Linked DNA regions of Capra hircus: region 1 is linked to region 2. A link is a contact called in public Hi-C data. All regions are on one chromosome and are shown on one strand. The core of a region is the stretch at or near the end of the contact, and the rest is flanking DNA. Distances in the headings are between cores, read along the strand shown. Region 1 has its middle 16 kb from the start of LBX1. Region 2 has its middle 18 kb from the start of POLL.

The links. Hi-C and Micro-C count contacts between places; a contact is called where the count stands out from the background.
Region 1: a contact with region 2 is called in a Hi-C map of blood, with 3 times the contacts expected there. The contact joins two enhancer-like sites. A contact is called at or near these places in 3 of 5 Hi-C or Micro-C datasets (all in blood).

The regions. Positions count from the first base shown.
Region 1 is chr26:29,663,245-29,665,944 of ARS1.2, reverse strand. No RefSeq gene overlaps it. Among named protein-coding and RNA genes, the nearest start is that of LBX1, 16 kb to the right of the region's middle. Within about 2 kb of position 1,419, at least 2 of the 5 cell types and tissues checked have an H3K27ac peak or open chromatin away from gene starts, as enhancers often do.
Region 2 is chr26:29,347,677-29,350,502 of ARS1.2, reverse strand. No RefSeq gene overlaps it. Among named protein-coding and RNA genes, the nearest start is that of POLL, 18 kb to the right of the region's middle. Within about 2 kb of position 1,507, at least 3 of the 5 cell types and tissues checked have an H3K27ac peak or open chromatin away from gene starts, as enhancers often do.

The DNA.
Region 1 (2,700 bases), core at 170-2,669, 320 kb before region 2:
ACCAGACTTCATTTGGGAGGGACTTCAAAGCCCTCTACCCCTCCTTCTGTCACACACATCCATTGCTCCCTCTCTTCTCTAAGGACAGGGCCAAATTCAAGGGCAAAGACCTACGGTAACCTTTACAGACTGCCTCATCCCACAGCTGACCAGGGTTCCTGCCCTCTCTGACCTTGCTTCTCCTAATAGTCCAGGCCTGGAGAATGTCTTGCAAGGGGTGGGAGTGGATCTGAGAATTGGGGCTCTGGTGAGTGTGGCTGTCCCAAGGTCAGGTGTTCGGTGTCAACAGGAGATGGTGGCCGCCTAGGTGAGCAAGAGGAAGTACTTGGTAAATGCAGAAATCAGTGTGTGTCAACCATGAGAGGGCCGTCTTGGGGGTTCTCTGTCGGGGAATAACTGGTGGTCACCTGAAAATCCTGGAGTCTTGGCTCTTCTAGAAGTGCCAGACACACAGTCATCACTTCTCACCACTTTTTAGATAGCTCTGAGTGGACTGACCTGCTGGTACTCATCCTTCCCCTGACTTTCTATCTGGAGATTACTACCCATGAAACACACCCTGTTCTGACAGGCTTGACAATCATAGTATAGAGGAAGAAATTTATAACTTGCCAGACACTGTGTCAGTTGGGGGTGTGGGCCAGCAGCAGAAAGAGCACAGAACTAGCAGTAGGGGTGGAACTCTGGAGCAGAGTCATTTCTTCCTTGTGCAAACCCATAAATATCAGAAAAGCCTCTTATGCCCGTTTGGGTAAGGGACCTCCTTTCTGACGGCAGAGGGATGGCTGTGATGTCTGCCCGCAGATCAGATCAGGATCAGAGACACAGATCCTGCCTCTCGCCTTGAGTTTTACAGCCCGTCAGCACGGTAGCCTGCAGCAGTACCGACCTATGGACAGCAGAGGGAGCTCTTGCCTAACCTTTCCCGCGTGGAGGCCGTTGCGAGGGCTTGAATTTCGGGAGCGAGGAGGGTTCTGAATTTGCTTCCGAAGTCCCGGGTGACTGCAGTGGAGCGCCTGGCTGGAGTAGGAACAGGGACAACTAGGCACTCATAATTTCCCCTTAAGGCACTCGCCCAGAAGAAGAAGTAGCCTCTTGAGACGCCCCAAAGTGAAAGTGTGAGTCGCTCGTCGTGTCCGACTCTTTGCGACCCCATGGACTGTATAGCCCGCCAGGCTCCTCTGTTCATGGGATTCGCTAGGCAAGAATACTCGAGTGGATTGCTATTCCCTTCTCCAGGGAATCTTCCCGACCCAGGGATCGAACCAGGGTCTCTGTACTGCAGGCTGTTTATCGTCTGAGCCACAATAAAGCCCAAGGAGGACCGTTTTTACGCTCAACGGCCCCCGTACCCCCGGCGCACCAGCAGAGACACGGGTTTGCGCCTTTCTCAGCCCATGTCCAGCTCCTGAAAGAACGTCCCTGGCATCTGTGGGTTCCAAGGATGTGCCCCTCAGTTGCACCCTTGCTCTTTTCTTGCCGTGGCCCTCTCCTAATGGCGAAGTGCCAAAAAGTGGAGGTGAAGCGTGCTCACGTAAGGGCTTGTGGTGTGAGGGTGAGACTTTGGGGTTCTAGGTGGGGTTGAGGGAAAAGGGGGGGTTGAAGGGTGCGTGCTGCTGTTGCACGTCTCCACAAATGCCACTAGGTGGCACTCCAAGCCCGCGTCTCAGAGAAGCGCAAGCTTTTAGAAGAGCTTGGCTGCAAGTGCTCCGGATTTAGCTTGAAGACTAGGGAGGGCTACAGAAAGGATCCTTCTGAGTCTGAGGGTCCTCCTCATTGCAACAGAAGGATGGACCTGGTATTTGGCGGGGGGGGGGGGGGGGGTGTTGGGGGGGAGGGCGCTGTGAAGCAACTATATTTCCCAGAAGGGCTTGGAAAGGGTGAGGAGAAGGGAGGGAAGGCATGGCACATATTGTGGGGGATAGAGGGTGAATCCCCCAGACTTTCCTCAGGAGCTGGTGAAGGGTCAGAGGATCCTCAGTTATTTTAATATATCTTCAGATTAAAACCTGTAAAACCTCCAGCTTTACAGGTTTTGTTCCGAGGCCACTGGGAGAATTGGGGGTTTTAGAATCTGAATTCGGCCTGGAAACTTAAAAAAAAAAAAAAAAAAAGCCCGATTCTGTCCATTTGTCTGCTTTTCTCCCAGGATTTGTGGGTCTGTTTATCACCTTCTGCCCTGGGCCTTCCATACTCCATCCTGTGCAACCAGAAGCCACGGAGAGAAATCTCCAGATCTTTGGCCTCTTTCTTTGCTCTTCCTTCAGAACCCTCAACGTCGTCTACTCCCTCTAGGAAATCTGCCCCAAGCTTTGAAGACCTTCTCTCCACAGCCCTCCCCCACCCAGTCCAGGATGAAAGGGGAAGGGGCTCTAACTGCATCTGACTCAGGCACTTCTCTGGGTCAGAGTTGGTCTCTCCAGGACACCCCGGAGTCACTTGCCCCTTCCTCTGCTTGAGGTCTTCCCTGAACTGATCCATCGGGCCCCAGTTTAGCTTCTCTTCAAGACCTGCAAATTACTGAGACACTGATGTCCCAAACTTGAGGGATCCTCCCCATATGCCGAGGCTTGACCCAGAGGTCTCCTTCCTTCCCGGCTCTAGCCCTCCGAGTTCAATCCGCAGCCGCTGTGGAGGGAAAGGAGGACCCCGGAAGAGGCCGAGTGCACAGCAAGCGTTAATCCCATCCTGCCATCTGGG
Region 2 (2,826 bases), core at 258-2,757:
ATGTCTTCTTTGCAGACTGAGCTGGGCAGGAGTTAATGGTGAGCCTAAGACCCTGGGATGATGGGCAGGGAAGTGCTGTGATTTGGAGCCAGATAATCTGAATTCAAGTTTCAGCTCCTCCCTTGGCTGACTGCTCCTCTCTCTGAGCTTTAACTCTTCATCCACAAAATGGGACTATAAAGTGAAAAAGCGCTTAGGCCAGCACCTTGATGCTGACAGGTAATTAAGGGAGATACATTCAGTGAGGCCAGGTATTGAGAGAGCTGCTTCCTTCCCCCCAACTCTGGTCCCCTGTAGTGCTGAAAATGGACTGGGGATCCAGAGGATGACCCAGGTGACCTTGAACAGGGAGAGGGGAATTGGCAGACTGCAAGGAGAATGTTTTGGTCTCCTCTCAATAAGAACCAGATGATGGAGATGCTGAGACTCAGGCTCTGCCTCCCACAACCCACCTTCCTATATGCAAGGCCTCAGACCCCATCAAGAGTCTCTAGGAAAACCCTCCCAGTGAGGGGCCTGAATGAGAGGCCCAGGGATTTAGCGAGAGGATGCCGGGAGGAAAGAGATGGACCGGCTAATGGGCCTCTTTCCTCCTCCCTCACCAGTTCACTTTTTCTGTAGCGTTATTGACCCCTCATTAGTTATCCACCCAAGGTCGCTGGGCCTGGCCCAGCTATAAATCATGGAGGCTGGAGGGCGGCAACTGGCAGAGCGATGGTTCTGGGACGCAGCGGAGAGCTCAGGCCTCATCACAGCCCAGAGCAGGCGCAGCTAGCCCCAGTCTCGGGAGAGCTTCCGCTAAGAGGGCTAAGCCCCTCTTCGTACCCACCCACCGACCCACGCCCTACTCCTCCCCTTCCTCCTCCCCTTCCTCTTCCTCCATCCTTCCCTTCCATTTGCTTTTACAGTGTCACTTCTTCCATCACTCACTCCTCTCCTCTCCCATCTTTTTCTACTTCCCCCCAAGCTCTAGATTCAAGGTTGGCGAGGTCAGGGTAATCAATGAGGGGACGGGGCGGGGACGGGGCGGGGACGGGCGGGGACGGGGCGGGGGCGGGGGCGGGGGCATACTAATTCCCTTTCACGGGATCACCCCACCTGGTGCCCCAGTTTAGAGCTTCCGGGAGCAAGGACAGAACTCACGCAGGGGGAAACTGAGGCACAGAATTTCGACCTGAGGTGTCTGAGGAAGGGGGTCCCACCAGGTTCAGCATCAAGGTCACCAGTCCTGAATATACAGACCCTACTCCCTTGCCCGGTAATGGGGAAGGTCTACCCACCCACGGAGGGGCGCGCTAGGCCACATCCCCATCGGGCACCTCTGCCTGAGGAGCGAAAGGCCGCGCAGTCCGGACACTTCCAGCCCCAGCTCCCACCCGGGGGAGTCGGAGAGAAGCCCCTGGGCGGTTCCTCCAGGGCACCTGCCGCCTTGTCTACCACACCCCCATCACAGGCCTTCGCACACGCCGGGCCTCTTGACCGGTCCTCGCGCGCCCTCTGCTGGCGCCTTCCGGGAAGCGCGCCTGTCGGCCTCTATACCCGCTCCCTCCTCAGCCCAACACACCTGGCGGCGGTGCGGGCCCTACCCTGTCCAAACCCCGCCCCCGGCCAGATACCCGTTGGCGGTGACGCCGCCGCCCACTAGGAGGCCCGCTGGAGCACTCCTCTATCCCGCCATCCTCTGCTTCAGAGCAGCCGCTGCCGGTCCAGATCCCAGGGAGGCCTGTTTGTCAGATCCAGAGGAGTGGAGGGAGTGAGGGCCACCAGCAGGCTAGAACTTGAAGCTTGGAGCGGAGAGAGCGTTTCTCTTGCTGTGGAGCCAGGCTCTGGAGGGGCATCTGAAGTCTGAGTCTATACCTCACGGGGCAACAGGTGGGGCTCCTTCAGGGCATTTCTCTGGAGCCCTCCTCCACTTGGCCCTGCAACTTCCAAAGGTACTTCGGTGCGGGAGCGCGGGGGAGGCCCTCAAAGTCGGGGGACCTTAGTTCGCAGAAGCTCTGAGGTGGGGCCTGCAGTCCTTGGCCCCAGAGGTGGGAATCCGGGACTGTTTCCTGGCACAGAGTGGAACAGTAGAGGGCGTGACCTCTGGGTCCCTCTCTCGTGGAGCCAGGGCCTAAGGATCCTGGGCTTTCTCCCCATTAGGCAGCTTCAAGGAAGAGGGGCAGGCCAGGGGGTGATACTTTCCAATGGGGTGTCTGGTCTGGCAGGTAGGGAGGCCCTTGCCACAGTGGCCCCAAAGTTCTCCAGGAGAGCAGAGCCCATGGTCATGGTGAAGAGAGAGAATTCCACAGAGGAAGCCTGGAGCTGAGAGGAGGAGATTCTCAAGCCAGGCTGGGCCCCTGTCAAGCCCTGCCTACAGTCATGTGGGAATAAGTCACCACTGTGTGGAACTATGAGGGAGGGGTCCGGTGTGTGGGGGGTGTAGGGGATAGACCGGGCATGTAGGGATAGACATGAGCTATAGAGCCAGGACCCTCACCCTCCAGCAGGGCTGGAGTTTAAGAGTCAGGGTCTCCATACTACTAAGTCCCTAAGGGAGGTGGGATGTTGCGGGGTAGGGGTCCCATCTCAGGACAATTGGGCCTTTGCTGATTCAAAACTCCAGTTCTCAGGGCTTTCCTAGTGGTCACGTGGCTCGGACTCCATGTTCCCAGTGCAGGGGGCCCTGGGTTCAATCCTTGGTCAGAGAACTAGATTCCGCATGCTGCAACTAAGAATTCGTATGCTGCAACTAAGGATTCCTCATGCTGCAATTATTAATAAAAGATCCTGCAAACTAAAGATTCTGTGTGCGGCAACTAAGACCCGACACAGCCAAATAAATAG